Regions from separate parts of the Rattus norvegicus genome. Here region 2 is linked to region 1. Evidence: chromatin contacts called from public Hi-C data. All regions are on one chromosome and are shown on one strand. The core of a region is the stretch at or near the end of the contact, and the rest is flanking DNA. Distances in the headings are between cores, read along the strand shown.

Evidence for each region. A called contact is a pair of places that touch in the nucleus more often than the background predicts.
Region 2: a Hi-C map of prefrontal cortex shows a contact between it and region 1, with 3 times the contacts expected there. The contact joins the promoter of Rapgef5 here to the enhancer-like site in region 1. A contact is called at or near these places in 3 of 12 Hi-C or Micro-C datasets (frontal cortex, mammary epithelial cells and prefrontal cortex).

The regions. Positions count from the first base shown.
Region 1 is chr6:144,487,249-144,492,771 of GRCr8, reverse strand. LOC120093171 reads right to left here. Exons shown (of 3, transcript XM_063262805.1): 3 at 1-3,360. The coding sequence starts at 1,353. The coding sequence ends at 91. Among named protein-coding and RNA genes, the nearest start is that of Rapgef5, 98 kb to the left of the region's middle. Within about 2 kb of position 2,406, at least 23 of the 93 cell types and tissues checked have an H3K27ac peak or open chromatin away from gene starts, as enhancers often do. A contact at or near this core is called in prefrontal cortex, where this site is marked.
Region 2 is chr6:144,584,091-144,590,051 of GRCr8, reverse strand. It overlaps Rapgef5 (Rap guanine nucleotide exchange factor 5), which reads right to left and starts at 1,890. Exons shown (of 26, transcript NM_001395143.1): 1 at 1,585-1,890. The coding sequence starts at 1,800.

The DNA of each region.
Region 1 (5,523 bases), core at 1,157-3,656:
TCCTTCCTTCCTTCTTTCCTTCCTTCATCCAGACAATCATCTACACAGTGATAACCCAAACAAATTTAATTGATTTTTATTTATTTTAATTTACTTTTTTGGTGTTTGTGCTATGCGTATGTGTGTGTTTGTGTGTGTGAATCTATGTGTGTTCATATGTATGTGCTCTCTGTGTGTGTATTGTGTGTGTTCTCTCTGTGTGTGAATGTGTTCTCTGTGTTTATGTGTGTGTGAGTCTGTGTGTGTGCATGTGCATGTGCTCTGTGTGTGTTCTATGTGTGCTCTCTGTGTGTGCTGTGTGTGTGCTCTCTCTCTGCATGTGTGTGTGAGAGTCTCTGTGTGTGAATGTGTATGTGCTCTGTGTGTGTTCTGTGTGTGTGTGTGCTGTATGTGTGTGTGTGCTGTTGTGTTCTCTCTGTGTGAATGTGTTCTCTCTGTGTGTGTGTTTGTGTGAGTCTGTGTGTATGTGTGTGTATGTGCTATGTGTGTTCTCTGTGTGTGTGTGAGTCTGTGTGTGTGTATGTGCTCTGTGTGTGTGCTGTGTGTGTGTTCTCTGTGTGCTGTGTGTATGCTTTCTGTGTGTGCTGTGTATGTGTTGTGTGTGTGTGCTCTGTGCGTGTGCTGTATGTGTGCTCTCTCTGTGTGTTCTCTGTGTGTGCTGTGTATGCTGTGTGTGTGCTCTGTGTGTGAGTCTGTGTGTGTGCATGTGCATGTGCTCTGTGTATGTGTTCTATGTGTGCTCTCTGTGTGTGCTGTGCGCTCTCTCTGCATGTGTGAGAGTCTCTGTGTGTGAATGTGTATGTGCTCTGTGTGTGTTCTGTGTGTGTGCTGTATGTGTGTGTGTGTGCTGTGTGTGTTCTCTCTGTGTGAATGTGTTCTCTCTGTGTGTATGTTTGTGTGAGTTTGTGTGTATGTGCTGTGTGTGTTCTCTGTGTGTGTGTATGTGCTCTGTGTGTGTGCTGTGTGTGTGCTTTCTGTGTGTGCTCTCTGTGTGTGCTCTGTGTGTGTGAGTCTGTGTGTGTGTGTTCTCTGTGTGTTCTCTGTGTGTGCTGTGTGTGTAAGTCTGTGTGTGTTTGTGTATGTGCTCTGTGTGTGTGCTGTGTGTGTTCTCTGTGTGCTGTGTGTGTGCTTTCTGTGTGTGCTGTGTATGTGTTGTATGTGTGCGTGTGCTGTATGTGTGCTCTCTCTGTGTGTTCTGTGTGTGCTGTGTGTGCTCTCTGTGTGTGCTGTATATGTGTTGTATGTGTGTGCTCTCTGCATGTGCTCTCTGTGTGTGCTGTGTATGTATACAGATATGTGTGTGAGTACGAGTGTCCACAACCACACACGCCTGTCCAGAGGCCAGGGATTCATGTTCTCTATTGTTCGCCATTTCAGTTTTGAGACAGAGTCTCTCTCTGAACCTGGAACATGATTTTTTGGTTAGACTGGCTAACTGGCCAGGCCCCAGTCTATCTTTGCCTTCCTACCTTTGGAGTTATAGTCAAATACAGCCTAATTTAGCTTTAATGTGGGCTCTGGGGATCCAAATTCAAGTCATCATGTTTATACAGCTGACTAAGCCATTTCCCCTGGTCCCAAATTAATTTTTAATTAATTCCTAATTTTTTTAATTCTTAATTTTTAAAATTCCCACTTTTAAGGTTTTACACACTAATCTCTCTAGATTGTTGAATTATTTTAAAAACCACAAATGTACTACAACTTTAAACAATGCAGTTATAACTTGAGGGAGACAGGAGAAATGGGCTTTTCTTTTTTAATTGAGAAAGGTCTCATTATTTATTTTATTTTTTTCCGGAGCTGGGGACCGAACCCAGGGCCTTGTGCTTCCTAGGCAAGCGCTCTACCACTGAGCTAAATCCCCAACCCGGGCTTTTCTTTTTAAACACACAAAGGTGGGCTATGAAAGGAAATCCAGCCTTATGATATCTGTCTAATGGCGCATCCCAGGCCAATCTGACTAGGATATGGAAACAAATTCACTGAAATATATCCAGTTTACCATATCGCGCTTCCCCGGGAGCCAAAAGCCCTGGCTCCCTACGGGTTAGCCACAGCACACGGGACATGCAGTGGGATCAGTCAGAAGACAAGGCTGACAGTAACAGAACAGAGGGAGAATAGAAGAAGACTTAGAACTAGTGGGTACAGGGCAGAGGAGAAAACTTGGCGGGAAAGCGTAGCTGGCACGCTGGCCCTCAAATACAAGGTGTGGTTGCCAAGAAAGAAGAGGCTGACCTTAGAGAATTGCTGGTCTCAGCTCTGTGAGATGTGTCCCCGCTGAGACAAACACCGCCGGGACCCTCCGCTTCCCTTTGCCTCAGTGGGCTTGGTTACAGCACAGAGGAATAAAACTTCCCTCCCTTTCTCAGCTGTGTACGGTCTCCTGGCAGCGCCCTCTACTGGCAGAGGCCAACATGGAGCCGCAGGCAACAGAGCCCCGGAAGTCTTCAGGACTCAAAAGAAGAAGAAAGGTGGAGTATGGGTGCAAGCAGAGAAATTGAAACCAGAAAAGCGTGTCGAGAGAAAAGTACAGTTAAAAGATTGAGGTATACACAAGAAGTACAAATGACTCTGTCTCTTCTCCAAATGAGTACGGAGATGGGGGACTCTACGCTGGGTCCTCTGTTTACACCTTGGGATTCTGTGTGATTAAGCAGAAGCTAACTGTTCCTTGCACTGGTTCCAGTGAGTCCTGGTTGCCTCTGTGGCTGCCTGGGAGCCCCTGCCTGGTGCTCAAGGAGCAGGAGGGACTCTGGAGGTGAGAGTCCCTTCCTCCATTCTGTGGCAGTTGCTCATCCTGACACTAGCCCTGAACAACATGTTGTGCTTCCTTTGGTCCCTGTAGGAAGGCCGGGGGTTAGGTAGGAGGAGTGAGCACTCTGAGTTTTCACATCGCTGCTGTTTGGAAGTGCAGTGACTGCAGACAGCGCCCAGCTGGCCCACGTGCTCCTCCAACACTCCCAGCAGTATTCAGCACTGTGGTAAGACAACAGTGGAGGGAGAAATTTGTGTCGCTGCCAACCAACTGTGACGGGATTACTTCAGAATCATTCTCTGTTGGCTTTCTCAAATGAAACTCTCTGCTCTGTTCTACAAAGCATGCCATTACTCATCTCAGACCGGTTTGAAGGGAGCCTCTGAATGTGCGATGGGCAGACAGGGTCCTGGCCAGGAAGAGACAGTGGGATGTACCCATCACCACTGACTAAATATGTGGGAAAGTCTCTTGATCTTCGCCGCTCCCTTCACCGGCCACTTTCTTCCCACACACCACACACTCATAGCGAAGGGACTGTGGTTTTAGTCACCGGCCTCAAGGGGAAGTATAAATGGATCTGTCCATGCTGGTCGGCACTGTTAAGGGGGACAAGAGCATGGGGAATAGTTACGGATCCTGTCTGCACAGCTTATACCCACAGCTTTTCTCTAGCAATTCCGTTTGTATTGCCTTTTCATTAGAGTATCAAATACCGCCAACGTGCACAATGGTCACTTTGTGTGCAAACAGGTGTGCAGGTGTGTGTGCTTCCACATGTACTTGTGTGGGCCAAAGGCCGATCCCAGGTCACTTTCTCCTGCTGTCCCCACCTTATGTAAGTCAGAGACTCGCTGAGTCCAGAGCTCACTCTATGGCTGAACTGTCTGGTCAGCAAGCTCCAGGGACACACCTGCCTCCTGCTGCCCCCAGTGCGGAGGTTGCGGACCTGCCTGTGTGAGCGTACCTGGCTTTTGCATGAGTTTGGGAATCCTGGGTCTTTAGCACTAAGTCACATCCCATCTTACCTAAATATATGTCTACGTATTTACCCTTCCATCAAAACATAACATGTCAAATATTCCCCCAAGCCTCCCTGTGCTCTTTTCTTAGTATCTATCCTTGCCCCTGGGTGCAATCATTATTCTGACTTCGATCGTGGTGAATTTGTCTGCTCATACACTTCACATAGTGAAATCTTAGAGGACATGCTATATTGCTTCTTTCACTCAACAGTGTCTGTGAGGTTCATCCCAAGTAGCCCTCTTCCTCATTTCTGGGCAGCATTTATTCCATTGGCCTTTTGGGTGGTTCCCAGTATTGGCTATTGTGATCTTTAATAATGATTAACTCCTTGAAGGATCTAGAGTTACACGGGAGATAAACTTTACTGTGGGGGGCTTTTGAGATCAGGTTAACTGTGATAAAGACGCCCACCTTAAATGTGGGTTCTTTTCCGTGGCTGGGGGCCTGTACTAAATCCAGAATCCATCTTTCTGTTTCCTGACGGTCTTAGTTACGGTTTCTATTGCTGATGTGAAACACCGTAAATCAAGGCGGTTTAGAGAGGAAAGGGCTTATTTGGGTCTGCATTTCCATATCACTGTTCATCATCAAAGGAAGTCAGGACAGGTATTCAAGCAGGGCAGGAACCAGGAGGCAGGAACTGATGCAGAGGCCATGGAGGGGTGCTGCTTGCTGGCTTGCTCTTCATGGTTTGCTCAGCCTGTTTCTTATGGAACCCAGGACCACAAGCCCAGGACCCACCATGGGTATGGCCCTCCCCATCAATCGCTAATTAAGAAAATACTCTATAGGCTTGCCTACAGATGGAACTTACTGAGACATTTTCTCTGTAGTAGAACCAATTTAAACCTATCCCCAACTAGCTTACAAAAAAAAAAAAATGAGACCCAGACTGTGGTTATTTTATTTGGCTTTGACAATTACTGGGATGGAGGGGAACTCCTAGTTACTTTTAGCTGCCCTGGCTACCTCCCCCAGTGGTGTAGCCCAGATACTTGCTGTTTCTCCTGGCCATGTGCTAATGGTCCATCCACCCTCGTGGCAGCTTCCTCCTCTGCTCTCATTCTTCCTCCTTCTCCTCCTGGTCTCTCCTTGCTCCTCTCTCTTCTCCACCTCAATCAGGTAAATCAAAGCCCACTTCCTTCTAATCCCCCCAGCTGAGGCTCCCTCCTCTGAGGACTCTGGTTTGTGTCAAATTGACATAAAACGAACCAGAATGACTGCCCATGGCTGTAATAGGAGCAGCTGCCCGAGGCTCCTCCTGCCCTGATGTTTCCTGGAACTGAGTCAAGGCAAACCTGTTCCTCCTTAAGTCACTTTGCCAGTCAGTTAGGTTGTCACAACAGCTGGACAAGTAACAATGTCAGCGATTCTGAATGGAGTTTCTATGGACACTCTTGTGCATTCTGGATACACACACACACACACACACACACACACACACACACACACACGAACAAAGTTGTACCATAACCATGCAGAAAACGCAATAAACAAGCAGACATGAAGAACAGTCACCCACCCCTGGGAGCAGAGAGTGAGCAGAAAATCCATCTTCTACGGCTGCCATGGCCCACAGAGGGGCAGAGAAGTCACTGTGGTATTTACTGCACTAACGAAACCTTCTGTGAATCAGCCTGCTTGAGAAAGCTATCATGGGGCAGTATCTTACTAAGGATACTTACAACAAAACTGAATAATGGCACTGACCGGGCCCTGCAGAGGTGAGCACTGTA
Region 2 (5,961 bases), core at 641-3,140, 98 kb before region 1:
CATCAAGACTACTGTGTGGAGTGGATAGAACTTGAGGACTCTTGGCGAAGAATTGAGGTCCTCAAGGGGATAGGAACTCCACAGGAAGACCAAGAAAGTCAACTAACCTGGACCCTTGAAGCTCTCAGAGACTGAACCATTAACCAAAGAACACACATGGGCTGGAGTTAGGCCTCCTTGAACATAGGGAGAACGTGTGCAGCTTGGACTTCACCTGGGTCCCAAACAACTGGAGTGAAGGCTATCCCAAAAGCTATTGCCTTTCCATGGGATATATTCTTCTAGCTGGACTGCCTTGTCTGGCCTCAGTGGGAGAGAATATGCCTAGCCCTGCAGAAACTTGATATGAGGAAGGGGGTGTGTGATACGGGCCCCACCCACTCAGAGAAGGGAAAGTATTGTGGGAGGGGATGACCGCAAGAGGGGCAGTGAACAGAATGTAACGTGAATTTAAAAAAAAAAAAAAGATTACTGTGTGGGCAATTCTGAAACTTTTCTGGTGGCTGCATTAAAAATTATATAATGGCACAAGAGAATCCTAAGAACAATCCTTTAAAGTGGTCTGGAAGAAGAAAATGCATAGGAAAGGGGAAACAGACTGGAGAACAAGAACTGTAGCAAGTCAGAGCTTTTCCAATCCACTGGAAGCCACAACAGAGCAAATGCTTCTCCAGCCCTTATATTTCTGCAAACCAATGAATGTCGCAGGAGCTGTGAGTCTCCAGCTACTGTCTCCTTTCAAGTCAAATAACTAAGACTTCTAGTCAAAAAATCATCTAAATTGTTGTAAATACTACATAATGATAAAAAAATTATAAGTAGGATGTACCAAGGATGTACGATTGTAACCTGATCTGCTGAGTAGGAAAAGTGAGTGAGAGCTTACTGGTGCATTCTGAGTGGCTTAAAGATACCCAGGATGACAAGTAACCCCTCCTTTTAACATAAAAAAAAAAAAAAAAAAAAAAAAAGCCTGGCCTGCTCAGGTCGTGAGATGCATTTAGAACACAAGGAATGCTCCTTCACCAGGAAGTCATATCTGAACACACAATCTGAAAGTCGCTATTTGAGATTCCCGGGGGTCCGACCCTCTCCCGCTCTAGGGGGCGTCCCGGAGTACTGAGTGCTCCCAGTGATGGAACTCAGGAGCTAAAAGCTCACCCAAGCTCTTCCAACTCCTAAGTCTCCCCCTCAGCAGTGGCGGCTGCCAGGGCAGTCCGGACGCACAGACATTGCTATGAGTCTTCCAAAACAAGCAAGCACGTCGCAGGCCACCTGCAAACAGGACCCGCTGGAGGCCTGAGACTTTCTGTGGGACGGGGCTGACTGACTTAGTCACGGGACACCTGCAGCTTCCCCACAGAAAGCAGCAAACAGCCCTTCTTCCAGTGATGTCCGGGCGCCCCGGTTCGCTCAGGTGCATCTGAGGGGGAAGGGTGGCCGTCGCAGACCGAGGGGCGCCCCCTAACCCAGCCGTCCCGAGTCCCTCTCCAGAGGAGTCCCGCCACCTCCCCAACTTCCAGCCACGGCGTGGCGGGCCCGCCGGGCGGCCGAGGGCTCCACGTGCGCGCCCCGGCCACTCACCCGGGCCCCGGCGGCGCTCCGCTTCCTCCGCAGCGTGAGCCCGCTCCGCAGCAGCGCAGGCAGGTCCCTGAGGCGCGGCCGCAGAGACGCGGCGGTCGGCTCGCGCTCCGGCTCCCGGGCGCTCGGGCTGCGGCGCAGGGGCCCCTCGGCCGGGGCCGCCGAAGCCAGGGCCGGGCTCTCGCACGGCGGCTGCATCTTGACAGAGCCCACCGCCATCCTGATGCCCTGACGGTTGCGGCGGCGCCCGAGGCTGCTCTCCTCCGCGCTCGCCTCCGCGCCTTCGCAAGGCAGCGAGAGGGCGAGACTGCGGCTCGGGCGCGGGACGCGCTACCAGCCGCTGCCCATTGGCGCGCGCCGGGCCGGGAGCCTCGGCCCCGCGCACCGCCCCGGCCCCGCCCAGGTGCTCCCCGCCCCGCCCCGCCACTCACCTCTGGGCGGCCCAGACACTCCCACCGCCCTCGGAAGGGGCCCGGGAGCGCCGCATGCTCCCAGCCTGCACAGGTGCGCCAGTCCCAGCAACCACCTCCGGGCCCATCCCCCCAGAGACTAAAAAGGCTCTTTGCTTCAGCCAGGAGTGTCCTGGACTGCGACCCAGAAGGCTAAGAGGTCCTCCTCCCTCCCGCGCTTAGCCTAGTCCCACAGCACAGTTCTTATTCTAGAAACTGTGCAGAATGGACTTCTTGGGACATCATTGCCCCACCCCCCACCCCAGTGACCCTGTGAGCACGCTCCTCGTGAAAGGGGGAGCAGAGAAAACTAGTTGTTTTTGATGGGTGCTCAGCAAAATAGGTGCAAGTCTGGTGGCCCGAAGGTGAATCTCTGTTAACATGTTGGAACCTGACCTCCCTGGAAGCCTTCTGTGTGTGATGAATGTTCTTCCTAAACTGCAAAGGCTTAGCGCGGTGTGAATCACTGCTTATACAATTCCAGGAGGTAGGAATTGCGGAGCGCCGAGTGGAAACCATTCCAGGAAGGCCTTCAACTCCAAGGGGCGGTGAATCGTCACCACGGCCTTTGACTCCTCAGCACCAGAACCCTGAGACCCACTCTTTGCCTGTGACCCCTAAGATCCGAAAACCCTTGTTCACGTTTACAGTTTTTAAAATGACAAGTAAGAATTTGGAGTCAAGGTTACTACTGTACCTCTCACACAGCAGATGCTTGGCCAAGTGTGCACGGAAATGAGGCCGAGTAGGTAACGTGAAGATCTGCCCTTAAGAAAAGGGAAATTCAGCCTTGTGTAGATAAATACTGAGAGGAAATCAGGTAGTGCCTAAACTCTTGCTAATTGTCAAGTGAACGTGAATACTAAAATCTCCTGGGAAGAGCAACCTAAGCCAGAGAAGGAAGGAAGTTTACACAATGTCTTAAAGCTTAGGGCCCTTCAAGCAAGGAGACTTGAAATTGTGATTTCCAACTCTTAGGTGGCTCACATAGAGCCAGAGAGAGCGGTTGGACATGAAGAATATGTCCTGTTAGAGAAAGGTGATTCATAATGAAGAAGTGGGGGGGGGTAGAATTGGTGTTGTTGACTTACCTCAAAGGACTTAAATTTTGTCACCTAACCCATGGACATTTAACTGAGGAGTCAGTAAGGAACTTTATAGTCCGTTATGGTGTCCAGATGTCTGTGGTGCAGATTTATCCAAGAATGAAGCTCTACATCTGTATCCAACATCAGACTCTGACGTTTAGGTTAAAATACTCAGTCATTCATTACCTTGAGTTCTCAGACATTACCTATTTCAAACTGCCCCTGACGTGCCAGCTGAGGGGTTGGTACCTGGTTCACAGGAGCACCAGGACACTCCTAGTTAACAGTCATCTGCCAGCCATACAGTCCCTGAGAAGTAGCATTTGAATTATCTATGAATTCACTCTGCTACAGAAGAGATCACATCTCCTAGTTGACATTCTTGGTCTTCACACATGTTCTTAAAGGCAGCTTCCCTTCCTTTGGCTTTTTGGTTGTTGTTTTTTTTTTTTTTTTTTTTTTTTTGAGAGAGAGAGAGAGAGAGAGAGAGAGAGAGAGAGAGTCTCAAGTAGCCCAGACTGACCTGAAGCACCCTATGCAGCCGAGGATCACATTGAACTCTTGGCAACCTTTCTCTGTCTTCCAAGTGCTAGGGTTACAGGCCTGCACTACAAAGCCCAGATTCACAGTTTTCAATATAAGACTTAGGAGTTTGAAATTTATACCATAGATTCTATAGAATCAACTATGACATGCTATCTAATGCACAACATCAGTAAAGGACTTTTGAAAAGTCTGCTTAGGTTAAAATAATAAATAATAAAGGCCCATATCCTCGGCAAACAGGTAGGAACAGTGAAGGTAGCTTGTCTGCTAAGGTGATTGCCTTGCAAGCCCAAGGACCCAAGTTAGAACAGAAGAAACTATGCCCAGAAGCAAACAAACAAGAAGAGGAGGGGGGGAGGAGGAAGAGGAGGAGGAGGAGGAGGAGGAAAGGAGGATGAGGAAGAGGAAGAGGAGGAAGAGGAAGAGGAAGAAGAAGAAATAAAGAAGAAATAGAGAAGAAGAAGAAGAAGAAGAAGAAGAAGAAGAAGAAGAAGAAGAAGAAGAAGAAGAAGAAGAAGAAGAAGAAGAAGAAGAAGAAGAAGAAGAAGAAAGGGGCTGGGGATTTAGCTCAGTGGTAGAGCGCTTACCTAGGAAGCGCAAGGCCCTGGGTTCGGTCCCCAGCTCCGAAAAAAAGAAGAAGAAGAAGAAGAAGAAGAAGAAGAAGAAGAAGAAGAAGAAGAAGAAGAAGAAGAAGAAGAAGAAGAAGAAGAAGAAGAAAAGAGTATATGTAGTGTTATGTAGTGTTCTCTTTTGATCTCAGGGCTGAAGAGTGAAGACAAGTAGATCCCTAGAGATTGGTGGCCAGCTAGCATTATCTAAAGGGACAAGCTCAGGCAAGTCAGAGACCCTATATTTAAAAACAAAACAAACAAACAAAACCAAAACCAAGTATGAAAAGAACCTGAGAAGTAGCATCCAAGGTTGGCCTCCACATGCATGCACACACACAAAGATGTGCACCTACCACACGTGCATTTGCACACACGTGGATACACATACAAACACACACACACACACACACACACACACACACACACACACACACGATCAGAAAGATCAGGAATCTGTAAGTAGAAGATTCACACCGCTCCTTTCAGTCAAGCCCACTCTAGCACTCCTGTTCTTCGGCCTGGAGTACCAACCTTCTACAATGCTATGCTACAGCACTTGCAGAATATTCTAGATCTGTTGTTGTTTTTTTTTTCTAGTCCTTTGAAACTTGTGGTTACTGAGGACTTGAAATGTGGCAAGCATGACTGAAGAAGTAAGTTTTTAACTTTATTTAATTTAAATTATATAAATTTAGATAGCAGCATATGGCCACTGGCTATCCAATATGGCACAGCACCATTCTGGAGATCTACGTTTCTCTCATCCAGACCATTCTGTTTCTTACATTCAAATGTCACTATTTCAATGAGGCCTTTTATGACGGTGGGATATAAAACCGCAGCCCTTCCCCAGCATTTCACAGAGCTCACTGCCATCCAACATTCTACATAATCATTCTATATATTATACAGACTTAGTCTCTTGCTGCCTCTCTGAAACTAGAAATACACCCTGCAAGGGTAGATTTTTTTCTTTTGTTTGGTATTTTAGCAGCAGTAGACCACATTCACTGAATAATCGAATGCTTTCATGTATGCAGACTCAGTTTTCTAAATAAGGCTTAACCTGGGTTTTTTAAAGTAAAACTTCCCGGCTTTGTATTACTGAAACCTTAAAAACTAATAGGTCCTGCATGTGCAAACCCAACAGCACTCAAATAAGACCACTAGCCAGCCTGGAGGCTAGGGGACCAGAGCTGATGATTTTTATGTATGGAAACGACATCATCAAGGCTACACTTGTGGAAATGGCTGTAGTGAGAAGCCACAAATTAGATAGGCTTTTGGTAGTGAGGAGAAATTAGAGAACTGGAAAATGGCCCTGACAGTAAGATACCTGCACTTTAATGAGGGCTGAGCTCTTGTGGGAGTGGCACAAAACTGACTGAGATGTGAGATGAGACAAGAGACAGGGGAGAGGGTACAAAATCACTTCCCGTGGTGCTGCAGACGATACTCTGAGAATGTGACCATGGCCTGAAGTCTATAGTGGGACCTTGAAGACATGGGTTTGTTTCTCTCCTTCCTTGCATTTGAACAGGCTTAGGGATTCTTCGGCCTGTTAAGTACACGGGGACGACTTCACTAGGTCTGTAAATAGCCCTTAACTGGCCAGGCAGCTTCTATTTCCCGCTGTCTCAGAACACTTGTTCTTAGGATGTGCCCTCTCCAAAGCCAACTGCCTTG